2 separate regions of the Sus scrofa genome follow, and region 2 is linked to region 1. Evidence: chromatin contacts called from public HiChIP or PLAC-seq data. All regions are on one chromosome and are shown on one strand. The core of a region is the stretch at or near the end of the contact, and the rest is flanking DNA. Distances in the headings are between cores, read along the strand shown. Region 1 has its middle 15 kb from the start of AHCY. Region 2 holds the start of ITCH (a long non-coding RNA gene).

Region 1 (6,586 bases), core at 1,421-3,920:
TATTATTGTGCTTGTATTTTAGGATCCTGAGTGGCAACCGGAAGATAGATAAATTGTAACTAACAAAGAATTCAGGAGGTCATGCAATGTAGAGGCATCTAGCATAGGGGCAAACAACTCAGTGGGTGCAATGCAAAGGAGAATGACAACCAATGTTCATTAGGATGATCCTGGACCATTGAGAAAAATCAGAGATGAGACTGGCAGAAAAACCGAAGTGGGCCAGGGAGGATATATGTTGGCCTGGAGAGTTTATATACAATCTAAAGAGGACAACGAGGAGTTCCCTTATGGCCCAGCAGGTAAAGAATCTGGCATTGTCCCTGCAGTGGCTTGGGTCACTGCCATGGCATGGGTTTGATCTGTGGCCTGGGAACTTGTGCATGCCAAGGATTTTCCAGCCACACTCCTAGAAGTTCCCAGGCCAGGAACTGAATCTGAGCCTCAGCTGAGGCAACTCCAGATCCTTAACAACTGTACCACATCAGGAACTCCCTGATAATTTTTCAAGAGAAGCTAGAAATACAGCTTTCCATATGAAATCTCCCAATTAAAGTGAATGGCAACTAACTCAAAATATCAGAAAACAGCTACAGGGCAAACATCCCAAGGATTACTGTGTTCAAACCTTTGCTTAAATTTATGCATCATCCATTCCAGTCCACAAACCTTAACCAGGCAGCAGTCCTGGGGCAGGCCTGGATGCTGGGAGGCTGGGATGCTGGGATCCTGAGATGCCCAAACTTTGGCAGCTGCTCTGGAGGAATTCACAGCCTTCTGAGCTTTCAATCCTCTGTGAAGAAGTTAGGGGCCTTGTAAACCAAGTATAATACAAAACAATCTTTAAAAGGAAAAAAAAGTTAGGGGCACATATAACACATTTTCTAAATCTGTGGGTCAAAAACAAAACAAAACTGTGTGATCCCTAAGGGCACTCTACCTGTAAGTTCTTGGGCAGAAGAGCACTGCACATTGGATAAAGGAAGCACCTTATTTAGATAAGTTTTGGAGGGAGAGGGAGGGTGACACTATATCGGTGCACCTATGAGTGTCCCCTTCAGTTGTAGAGGGAAAGAGAAGAAGGGTGAATATGTGTGGGAAGCAGAAGTGGTCACAGCCAAAGCAGCAGGGCTCTGGGGCCAAGAGCCTCGGCCCTGAGCAAGGAAGAGCTGGGTTCTGATCTTTACTCTGAGGCCTTTCACCCTCAGTTTTCTTATCTATAAAATGCAGTAAATAATGATTTTATCCCACAGGGTTGTTGAGGTGGTTAAATGGGATAATCTACTTAAAGGATTTAAAACAGTTCATGATGTGAGGTGCTATTTTTCCCCCCTTTTGTGCAAATGTTCCCACCCCTGGACAGTTTCTTCCTGCTTTTTCTGCCTAGCTTTTTCTGAAGACCCAAGTGGGTACCTTTTCCTCTGAGAAACCTCCACAGCCCCAGGCTGACCCCTCTGTCCACTCTGGACACTCTGCTCAGACCTGTCCCAGCATGGATGATCTGTGTGGGAGTGGCTGTCACAGGAAGGAAGCTCCTTGAAGGCAGGGGCCAGGTCTGAGTCACCCACTGGTGTTCCACTGAGCGATTCCCAGCAATGTTTTTGGAATGAATGCAAGGGAAGAAGAAGGGAGGAGCGGAGCATCACACAGAGTTTACACATCACTGGCTGAAGCTCCCTTGGGCCTCAGGGTCCTGGCAGTTAGTTAAAGCCCAGTCAACGGCTGAACCCAACAGAGTGTGGGTAAGAGTCTGAATACGTGTCAGTATGTGAGAATGTGAAATATGTGTGTGTGTATTTGGGTGTGACGGTGGGGAATGTATACAGGTGCTTTTTTTTTTTTTTCCTGCTTTTTGCTTTTGGGAATGTATACAGGTGTGAATGGACATGTGCAAGGGTTTGTATGACCGTATACACACATACACACACATGCTCACTAAGATGGCACTTAGGGGAGCAAGGTCTTTTCCTGTTCCTTCTTGGGTCCTAGCACTCTCAAATGAACGTAGGGTGGTGGGGGAGGGCATTATGGAAAGCAGGGTGGCACTGTGCTTATTAGCAGAGGTTCTAGACCAGACATCATTGGCACTTCCTAACTAGAAGCCTCAGTTTTTTTTAAATCTGTAAGATGGGTATAATTGCAGCACCTACCTTATAGAGTGGCACATAAGAAGTACTCAAATGTTAACTGATATCATTATTCTAGGTGTCACTATCAATACCCAGAGCAGATACTTCCACAGGCTAAAGACTCAAACCAAGTCAAAAGACTACCCTCTAGCCATGTCCATCAAAATTCTCTGAACCTTAGTTTCTTCTATGAGAGGTAGCAATAAAGTGCATTTTTTTAAGGGCCATACCTGCACATATGGAGGTTCCCCCAGGCTAGGGTTGAGTTGGAGCTTCACTCTCTGGCCTATGCCACAGGCACAGCAACACATGATCCAAGCCACATCTGCGACCTACATCACAGCTCACAGCAGCACCAGATCCTTAACCCACTCAGCAAAGCCAGGGACTGAACCTGCAACCTCATGGTTACTAGTCAGATTTGTTTCCGCTGCGCCACAATGGGAAGTCCTACATTTAAAAATGTTGCCCATCTCCCAGGGGTTTTATGTGAGATCACAGGGTGCGGCAGGCTGAAGCCAAAGCTAGGAGCAGGGTGCCCTCTCCTGGCACTACTGGGTAAAGATGGGCTCCAGACGGAGAGGCAGTTCGGAGGTGGGGGTGCTGTTGGGACTCCCAACAAAAGGAGCCCAGCAGAGGGGCAGCGTGCTGGGGAGCAGCCTCCTTCCTCTTTGTCGGCTGAACTCGTCCTTTCTCCACTTCAGGACGACCTCCGGACCCGGGGCAGCCCTGATTCAAGCTCTCAGAACATCCCATGTTCCGTGTCTATCTCTCCTCAAGGGAAAGGATCATCTGAGAAATGAAGAAGTAAAATCCCAGACCTCTGGGTTCCTAGGGTCCCTGGACCAGGCTCCCAGTAAGTGTTAGTATAACAGGATCATGGGAGCCTGGACTGGAATGCGAATTGAGTCAAGAGGACACCCAGTCTCAGTTGGGGACATAAGTCGGACTTGGGGAGCTTGTGACCCCCATCCCAAAGACAGCCAGGTCTGAGGGCTGAAGACGAGAAACACCACAACGCGGGCTCCTAGGCAGACATCTGGGAGTGTTAATTCATTCCACAAATATTGGGTGCTTTCCACGTGGCGGTCTGGGATGAGAAGCATTAAGTGGCAGCGTGGGGGAGAGGCTGTTCCAAGCTCTCTAAGAAAACCCCCGCTTCAGTACTCCACTGCCCAGCAGTGACATCAAAGCCAAAGCGGACCCAAGGGAAGTTCACAAACTTGAGGGGGCCTGGAGTTAGGGGCGTGGAAGGAACTGGGGAGAGGGGGAGACACCCTGATGGGGTGGAGCAGTGGGGGTGTCCCAGAACTGTATTCTTTTATCTCATCCCCCAAAGAAGACATCCTTGTCCTCAGCATCCCAATTAATCCCGAATCTGAGCAAGGCAGTCGGGAGGGCCCCTTGGCCAATGGACAGGCTCCTTCCCTCTCCGCCCCTCTCCGCCCCTCTCCACCCTCCAAGCTGGGGACCTAAATGTCGGCAAAAGCAAACAACTAAAGGGCGGGTTCAAAGGGCGGGCGATGAGGCCACAGGGCCTGGTCTGTCTCTGCCCATTGTTTCCCGGGCCCCTCAGCCTCCCCAGAGCCTGCTGCTGGCGCCAGGCTGGGGAGAAGGGGGGGTCTGACAATTATTTGTCCCCTGTGGCCTTCAGCAGAGTGGGCGGACAGCCCCTCCTCTAGCACTGTTAGTAGTTGTTTGTGAACACAGCCTGATACGTATGCATCTATTTATCTACATGCCTATGTATGAAAATAGGCAAAAACCTATTTGCAAGGTTTTTTTTTCTTTTTACACAATAACATACTAGGCCCACTGTTCTGCCAATCCTTTCTTTTTCCTTCACTTAATATTTCGTCTTGACAATGGATTGTTCCATATCTATAAATAAACATCACCTTTTTAAAAAGGGGCCACCCAAAGTATTCTACCCTGTAGCTAATATTATCATTTATTTAAAAAATATCCTACTGGTGGATGTTTAGACTATTTCCAATCTTTCGCTCTTAATGTCATTTCAACTCATGTTCTCATATCTTTGGGATAAATTCCTAGAAGTGGAACTGCTTGGGCAAAGGGTATGTGAGTTTGTAATCTTGTTAGCTATTACAGAGTGTTGCTCATGAAAACTGGACCAATGTACAACATGAAAAGCAATGCGTGAAGGGACCTGCTTCTCCACAGCTTCACCAACAGAAAACTAACAGTTATCACACTTTAATTTTTATCAGTCTGATAGTAAACTTAAAAGGAAAAATTATTAACCCCCCACCCCACCCCCAAACCACAGGGAGCGCCTGGATTCCACCTTTATTTGGCACTAATAAGAGATCTCTTTCCCTCCCTGATTTATTTTGTTTCTTTTTCATCATATAATGATAAAAGAGTCAATCTATCAAGAAGACAAAGCAGGAGTTCCCATCATGGCTCAGTGGTTAACGAATCTGACTAGGAACCATGAGGTTGTAGGTTCAATCCCTGGCCTTGCCCAGTGGGTTAAAGATCCAGTGTTGCCGTAAGCTGTGGTGTAGGTTGCAGACGCGGCTCAGATCCCGCGTTGCTGTGGCTCTGGCGTAGGCCGGTGGCTACAGCTCCGATTAGACCCCTAGCCTGGGAACCCCCATATGTGGCGGGAGCGGCCCAAGAAATAGCAAAAAGACAAAAAAAAAAAAAATGAGTTCCTGTCATGGCGCAGTGGAAACGAATCTGACTAGGAACCATGAGGTTGTGGGTTCAATCCCTGGCCTCAATCAATGGGTAAAGGATCCAGCGTTGCTGTGAGCTAAGGTGTAGGTTGCAGATGCAGCTCGGATCTGGCGTTGCTATGGCTGTGGTGCAGGCTGGCAGCTGTAGCGCCAATTAGACCCTAAGCCCGGGAACCCCTATATGCTGCAGGCATGGCCCTAAAAGGACAAAAGACAAAAAAAAAAAAAAAAAGAAAGAAAAGAAAATGGGCAAAAAACATGAAAGAGATATTTCACCAAAGAGGCTATACAAATGGTGAATATACATATGAAAAAAACGTTCAACATCAGGGAAATGCGAATTAAAATCACAATGAAGTATTACTATACATCTATCAAAATGGCTAAACTAAAACAGTGACACCCCAAATGGTGGAGAGGGTGTGGAGAAACTGAATCACTCTTACATTGCTAATGGGCAATGGAAAACAATTTGGCATAAAACAAAATATGCAACTTCCTTACAACCCAACAATTGCACTTCTGAAAAAATGAAAACTTATATTCACATGAAAACCTGTACACAAATATTCATAGCAGCTTTATCTCTAAGAGTCAAAAACTCAAAACAACCCAGATGTCTTTCAGTGAGTGACTGGTTAAACAAAGTAGTGCACCCATACCAAGGAATACTACTCAGCAATAAAAAGGAATGAACTACTGATAGGTGTAGGAACCTGGATGAATCCCCAGAGGATTATTGGAAAATTGGAAATGTCAGTCTGCCCAGCATGTTATATAGTATATGATTCCAGTTACATAACATTCTTGAAATGATAAAGGAGTTCCTGCTGTGGTGCAACAGGATTGCAGGCATCTTGCAAGTGCTGGATGCAGGTTCGATCCCCTGCCCGGTAGAGTAGATTAGGGAATCTGGCATTGCCACCACTGTGGCTTGGGTGGTAGCTACCGGCTTGGATCTGATCCCTGGCCCAGGAACTCCATGTGCTGCTGGTGGCAAAAAAAAAAAAAAAAAAAAAAAAAAAAAAAAAATTAGAGAGATGGACCAGGGATTGCCAGGAGTTAAGAAGGGGATAGGGGACCTCATCAAACTGAAAAGCTTTTGCACAGCAAAGGAAACCCAAAAGAAAACAAAAAGACAACTTACAGAATGGGAGAAAACAGTTTCAAATGATGCAACTGACAAGGGCTTAATCTCTAGAATATATAAACAACTTATACAACCTAACAGCAAAAAAACCAATCAATCAATGGAAAAATGGGCAAAAGACCTGAATAGACATTTCTCCAAAGAAGATATACAGATGGCCAACAAATACATGAAAAAAATGCTCAACATCGCTGATTATAAGAGAAATGCAAATCAAAACTACCATGAGATATCACTTCACACCAGTCAGAATGGCCATCATTAATAAATCCATAAATAACAAGTGCTGGAGGGGCTGTGGAGAAAAGGGAACCCTCCTGCACTGTTGGTGGGAATGTAAACTGGTACAGCCACTATGGAGAACAGTTTGGAGATACCTTAGAAATCTATACATAGAACTTCCATATGACCCCGCCATCCCACTCTTGGGCATCTATCCGGACAAAACTCTACTTGAAAGAGACACGTGCACCCCCATGTTCATTGCAGCACTATTCACAATAGCCGGGACATGGAAACAACCCAAATGTCCACCGACAGATGATTGGATTCGGAAGATGTGGTATGTATACACAATGGAATACTACTCAGCCATAAAAAAG
Region 2 (7,053 bases), core at 95-2,594, 50 kb before region 1:
GAAAACTTTATACAGGCTGAGAAATCTTTATTCCGTTGTGAGATGGAAATATACTGCTTTTAGCACTTTCTTAAGATCTGGTTGTATTCGAATTCATGCAAGACCCCAGCTAAGTATAATAACATATGCCTGGCTCCAGTGCCTCATTAATTTTCAAAGAAAAATTCCATTCTTCCTTCCCCACCTCACACTCACAAGGCATTCTTAAGCTCTAGAATGGCAGAAAAGCTAACAAGATCAAGATACGAATATAACCAAAGAAACATGTTGACTTATTACTGGAGAACTATGAATTTCGTGTGGTTTGCAAAATTCATCTGGTTACATCGCCAACTTTAGGCCCAACGTTTACCTGGGGCCCACAGACCCAGTGTTTATCTCTCTCTCAGCATCGGCCCGAAGCTAAGTCTGAAAACTTGAGTTCCCCACTAGTGCCCACTAAGTCTGCCCTCAAACACCTTTCGACCCTTAGAACACGTTCACGGCTACTTTTTTCCTTTCTCCGCTAAAGAAAAGGGCACTCTCAAGAGGAAGGACAGTGACAGCTCCACGTCTGCAAAACTCAGCGCCGGGAGGCGCCGGCTGGGTCGGGGCGGCGGCGGTAGTGGGCGCGGAGGAGGGAGCCGGTGCCGGGACCACCACGATGGGGGACAATGGAGGGAGGAGGGGAGTGCAAAAGAGAAAGGCGGCAGCCGCTGTGCTGGGCCCCTCGAGACTGGGGGCTCCGAAAAGTCTCGGGAAGGGCAGTGGCTTGCAGGTGGGCCCGGCCGCCGCCCCTTGCAGGGCCACGTCGCTCGCGCCGGCTGCTGCCACCGGGCCCCGCGCGTAGGCCGGGCCGCCGGAGAGTGGCCCCCGGGCGGGGCTGAGGGGTACCGGGCCGGACCCTGCTGGCGCCCGCCGCGGCGGCCCAGTCCTTTCACAACTGGGCGCCCGCGAGGCGAGGGGCTTCCAGACGCCTGAGCCCAGCAGTGGCCGCTCGGCGCGTCCGGCCAACCCACCCCCGCCAGGCCCCTGCCACTAGCCCGAGCTCCCCGCGCCCCCCACGGGCACCGGCTCTGAGGGAAGAGGAGGCAGCCGCGGCTGTGGGGTCCCGGCAAGCGCGCCGCACTCCTCTACCCCTTGCTCGCCTTGGACACTCTCATCCAGGACCTTCCCTCTCCCCAGAACTGCCTCCGGTCCGCCCGGGGATTTTTACCAGGACTCGGGGCGGCGACGACTCTTCACTCCCTCGACTAAGATGGCAGCCGGTCCCGAGCCCCAACCGCAGCTAATAGAGCGAGTTGGCGGCCAACGCGCAGGCGTCTCTGGCTTGGGCGCGATCCCGACTACAAGCCCCAGAAGGCCTTGCGCACTAGCCAGCTGCGGGCAAGAATAGCTGGCAAGGCTGGTGAGCGCCGCTAAATCGAAGTTTGCTCTCACCCAGGTGGGAAGGACTCATGGATGACTTCCAGGCATTTCAAAAAACCCTCCCAGCTACTCACCAGAACCTCTAAAGACTTGTAGCTGCTGATCCCAAGCTAGTGTGCATCAGAATCACCTGAAGGGCTACTTAAAACTTTGACTACTAGACCCCACCCCCGGAGTTTCTAATTGAGCACATTTGGGATAGAATCTAATAATTTTAATAATTGGCATTTCTAACGATCTCTCTGGTGTGCTGCTGGTGTGTAATCACATTTTGAGAACCACTGAACTATAACTTAGTCCTTAAGAAAGTACTCTCGAGGAGTTCCCGTCGTGGCGCGCAGTGGTTAACAAATCTGACTAGGAACCATGAGGTTGCGGGTTCGATCCCTGGCCCTGCTCAGTGGGTTAACGATCCGGCGTTGCCGTGAGCTGTGGTGTAGGTTGCAGACTCGGCTCGGATCCCGCGTTGCTGTGGCTCTGGCATCGGCCGGTGGCTACGGCTCCGATTCCTCCGATTCGACCCTAGCCTGGGAACCTCCACACGCCGCTCGCCCTAGAAAAGGCAAAAAGACCAAAAAAAAAAAAAAAAAAAAAAAAAGTACACTCGAGAGTTAAATTCATTGGGCTCAAACCCATGTTTTAACAAGGTGCTTTTAGAGGTGATGAAAATCACTACACGGAAGTGGTGCCAACATAAGCAGGTATTCTAAATGCTGATCAATAAGCTTCTTTAATCCTCCCAACAAATCTACAGTGGAAGTACCTTCATTTTCCTCACTTTACAGATGCACAAACCAAGTCACAAGCTGGATAAGAACCCAAGCAGTCTGGCTCCTGAGTCCATCCTCTTCCGTCATGGATTGTTTGTGAGAATTAGTAGGCTATGCGGGTAGACTCAGAGGCACAACAAAGTGACCTTTGCTATTACTGTTTAGCGTGTTTTCCCTCCTAAAGAAAATTTTATTTTACCATCTGGAAAGTCACTTACACTTTTCAAATTACTTTCGAATTCTCCATATCAGTGTTTCCTGCAGTGTACTTCAGGAGAGCTGGTTAAAGACAGATTCCTAGGGAAAAGAAAAAAGATTCCTGAGAGTGCCCTGATGGCTTAGCAGGATCCAATGTTGTCACTGCTGTGGCTCGGGTCACAGCTGTGGTTTAGATTCAAGAATTTATGCATGCTGCAGGCGTGGCCAAAAAAAAAAAAAAAAAAAAGGTACAGAGTCCCATAACCCTCCCTATTCAGACTGTGTAGGGTAGAGGTTCTCAAACTCTAGTGCCCATCAAAATCACCTGAAGGACTTGTTAAACCGTCTATTGCTGGGCCCCACCCCTAGAATTTCCAATTCAGAAACTCTGGGCTGGGCCTCATGATTTGCATTTTTTAACCTCAGAACACACTTGGAGAATCACTTGTGGTTGCGGTAGGGCAGTGTTTCTCAACACTTCCCTTTTGAAGTTATCATTTCTGGGAGTTCCCGCAGTGGTGCAGTGAACACGAATCTGATTAGGAACCATGAGGTTTCAGGTTCAATTCCTGGCCTCGCTCAGTGGGTTAAGGATCCAGCATTGCTGTGAGCTGTGGTGTAGGCCGGCAGCTACAGCTCCAATTCGACTCCTAGCCTGACAATCTCCATATGCCTTCAGTGCGGCACTAAAAAAAGCAAAAAAAAGAAAAAAATTATCATCTCTGTAAGGAACATTTTTAAACACTTTTTCCCTAAATTCCCCCATGAAATTTTAATATCACAAACATACTGTTTATCGATTTATGTGCCATACATATCTGTGCTTTTATATTAAAAAAAATTTTTTTGTCTTCTTAGGGCCACACCCACAGCATATGGAAGTTCCCAGGCCAGGGGTTAAATTATAGCTGTAGCCTCAGGCCTACACAACAGCCACTGCCATAGCAACAAGGGATCCCAGTGGTGTCTTCGACCTACACCACAGCTCATGGCAACACTGGATCTCATGGCAACACTGGATCCTTTAAACCACTGAGTGAGGCCAGGGATTGAACCCGCATCTTCATGGATATTAGTAAGGTTCGTTACCACTGAGCCACAACAGGAACTCTTAAATAAAAACTTTTTTTTTAATTTCCTCTCTACTCTCACCTAATTTTTGTCCTATTAAAAATGTATGCAGGGGAGTTCCCGTCGTGGCGCAGTGGTTAACAAATCCGACTAGGAACCATGAGGTTGTGGGTTCGGTCCCTGCCCTTGCTCAGTGGGTTAACGATCCGGCGTTGCCGTGAGCTGTGGTGTAGGTTGCAGACGCGGCTTAGATCCTGCGTTGCTGTGGCTCTGGCATAGGCTGGTGGCTACGGCTCCGATTGGACCCCTAGCCTGGGAACCTCCATATGCCGCGGGAGTGGCCCAAGAAATAGCAAAAAGACAAAAAAAAAAAATGTATGCAGGAGTTCCCGCTGTGGCACAGTGGTTAACAAATCCAACTAGGAACCATGAGGTTTCGGGTTTGATCCCTGGCCTTGCTCAGTGGGTTAAGGACCCGGCGTTGCCACGAGCTGTGGTATAGGTTGCAAACTTGGCTTGGACCTGGCATTGCTGTGGCTGTGGTGTAGGCCAGTGGCTACAGCTCCAATTAGACCCCTAGCCTGGGAACCTGGGAACCTCCATAGGCCGCAGGTGTGGCCCTAGAAAAGACGAAAAGACCAGAAAAAAAAAAAAAAAAAGGAATGTATGCTCTGGAGGAATGTGGGTTTTTAACTCTTGCCCCAGGTGATTTTTTTTTTTTTTTTCTTTTTGGCTACTCCCACAGTATGCAAAAGTTCCCAGGGCCAAGGATCAAGCCCTCCCTGAAGTAGCAATGGAAGCTGCTGCAATGACAATGAAGGGTCCTTACGGAGGAACTCCCTATTCTTATCACTGGGAGAGATTGGCGAACACAGTGTGCCTTTAAGATATGAGGTATTTTTGTGCCCATTATACCAAAAAATAAAAAAAGGAGTCGCAAGGAAATTAGATGGGTGGTTCAAGTTCATTCAACCAGGAACCAGAGGTCTAACCAAAGTCCTCTGGCTCAACACACGTTGTAAATTAAATTTCAATAAAAATTTTAAAAACAAACAAACAAAAAAAACCAAAGTTCTCTGGCTCCAGATTCTGTCTTTATCTACAATTTTTAAATTGTATAATATCAGAAGTTCCCGTCGTGGCGCAGTGGTTAACAAATTCGACTGGGAACCATGAGGTTGCGGGTTTGGTCCCTGCCCTTGCTCAGTGGGTTAACGATCCGGCGTTGACCTGAGCTGTGGTGTAGGTTGCAGACACAGCTCGGATCCCGCATTGCTGTGGCTCTGGTGTAGGCCGGTGGCTACAGCTCCGATTGGACCCCTAGCCTGGGAACCTCCATATGTCGCGGGAGCGGCCCAAAGAAATAGCAAAAAGACCAAAAAAAAAATTGTATAATATCAGGCAAAACTAATGTATGGTGTTTGAAGTCAGAAGAGTGATTACCTTAGAGGAGAGTTAATACCAGAAAGGAGACACAAAGAAGCTTCTTAAGCCTGATAAAAAATATCCTGTGTCTTGGAGTTCCCATTGCCGCTCAGTGGTAACGATACCAACTAGTATCCGTGAGGACTCTGGTTTGCTCCCTGGCCTCGCTCAGTGAGTTAAGGATCTGACACCGTCGTGAGCTGTGGTATAGGTCACAGATGCAATTCAGATCTGATGTTGCTGTGGCTGTGGAATAGGCCGGCAGCTGTAGCTCCAATTCAACCCCTAACCTGGGATCCTACATATGCCATTGGTGCAGCCCTGAAAAAGGCAAAAAAAAAAAAAATTGTGTCTTGATCTGGGTGCTGGTATACATGCATACTCATTTTATTTATATAGGGTGCATTAGCTCTGATCTGAGAGGCAGAACCTAGCAGAATTAATAATTCAGGCTTCTTGGAATTCCCAGCTGGCTCAGTGGGTTAAGGATCCAGCATGTGGCTCTGGTTGTGGCTGTAGCATAGGTTCTGTCCCTGGCCCAGAAACTTCCATATGCTACGGGTGCAGCTGAAAAAGGGAAAAAAATTGCTTCAGGGGTCTTAGAGAAATTCCCTAAACCTTGGTGACCAAATCTCTAAATGAGAATAATAGATTCTACCCCCTAGGATGTTGTAAAGATTCTAGGAAATCCAGGGTAATCCAGGGTAGGTGTTTAGTTGGCGGTTCTCCAAAGAGAAGCTGAATTGGTGAGGGCAGAGGATCCCAGCCTGGGCATTTCCTCATCTCCCAGGCTGTGTGGCTCTGGCTCCCAGGTTCCTTGATCTAAAAGCCAGTCTAGCCTTGGCCTGGTGAGAATGCAGGACTGGTGGCTAAAAAAAGCTTTGAGTCACTTATACTCTCCTCCTGCCTTGGACAGCCAGGTCAGTCTGGGACAGGTCAGCCCTGCTAGAGCCTGGGAAAGGCCTCCACCAGCAAGGGAAGCAGTTTCCCAGGCCTCTGAGGAGAGAAGGAAGCAGGGATGCAGAGCTGGAAGGAGTAGGAAGAGAACCCCCAGCAGCCCACAGGCCACCTGTCACTTACTGGCTTTCCCTGCAGAACACTTAGTCATGCTGCTAGTCACGCTGCTGACCCCCTCTTCCCTGGAGCCATTCTGCCTTCAGCTGCCAGAGGCAGGGAAGACTTGAAAAGTGGCAGAACTCTAGTTGATGGAGAGAAGACACTGGATGGGGCTTTTGGGAGCCTCTGATCAGATCCCAAGAAACCACTTAAGACCTGAAATTGTGGCTCATCATTTTCCCTCTTTAAGACTGTTTTGAGAGTTCCCATCATGGTGCAGCGGAAACAAATCGACCAGAAACCATGAGGCTGTGAGTTCGATCCCTGGCCAGCGGGTTAAGGATCCAGCGTTGCTGTGAGCTGTGGTGAAAGTTGCAGACGCGGCTTAGATCTGGCGTTGCTATGGCTATGGTGTAGGCCAGCAGCTACAGCTTCGATTCGATGCCTAGCCTGGGACCCTCCATATGCCACAGGCCTAGCCCTAAAAAAACAACAGACAAAAAAAAAAGACTGTTTTGTTATCTACGGAATGAAGTACACAGTTCCGTCCCTAGTCACCTCAGTCACTCTCTCCCAGGTAGAGCTGCCAGATTTAGAAAATAAAAATGTAGGATGGTCAGTGAAATTTGAACTTCAAGTAAGCAATGAATAATTTTTTTTAGTATAAATATATGACAAATGCAGCAGGTAAGATGCATGTATTTTATTTGGCAACCCTACTTACAGGGCTTTATATACTTTCTCCATTGGGATAGCAAACTTAAATGCCAATGAGGAACAGTAAGGTCAAATAAAAAAGGATAGTTAATTTTTTTGTGTGTTTTTAGCCACAGCAATGCCAGATCCAAGCCATATCTGGATCTGACCTATACTACAGCTCAGGGCAGCTCCAGATCCTTAACCCACTGAGCGCGGCCAGGGATGGAACACCACATCCTCATGGATGCTAGTTGGGTTTGGTATCATGCGCCATGATGGGAACTCCCTCCTAAGTGTTTCATATGCACTATCTCATTGAATTATCCCAGCAACTTAAGTGGAGTGCTCAGTTTCTTCATCTTCGAAATGAGAATAGTGGAGTTCCCATCGAGACTCAGCAGAAAGGAATTTGACTAGTAACCATGAG

The links. HiChIP or PLAC-seq counts read pairs in DNA pulled down with a chosen protein or histone mark.
Region 2: an H3K27ac HiChIP or PLAC-seq map of alveolar macrophages shows a contact between it and region 1, with 5 times the contacts expected there. The contact joins the promoter of ITCH here to the enhancer-like site in region 1. A contact is called at or near these places in 2 of 5 promoter capture datasets (fetal liver and liver), 12 of 47 Hi-C or Micro-C datasets (blood, embryonic fibroblasts, epiblast stem cells and 5 more) and 2 of 2 datasets of contacts at active chromatin or transcription factors (alveolar macrophages and skeletal muscle).

Annotation. Positions count from the first base shown.
Region 1 is chr17:37,756,410-37,762,995 of Sscrofa11.1, reverse strand. No RefSeq gene overlaps it. Among named protein-coding and RNA genes, the nearest start is that of AHCY, 15 kb to the right of the region's middle. Within about 2 kb of position 2,670, at least 23 of the 83 cell types and tissues checked have an H3K27ac peak or open chromatin away from gene starts, as enhancers often do. A contact at or near this core is called in alveolar macrophages, epiblast stem cells, fetal liver and 2 more, where this site is marked.
Region 2 is chr17:37,804,404-37,811,456 of Sscrofa11.1, reverse strand. ITCH (a long non-coding RNA gene) reads right to left here and starts at 1,344. Exons shown (of 25, transcript XR_002340135.1): 1 at 1,196-1,344.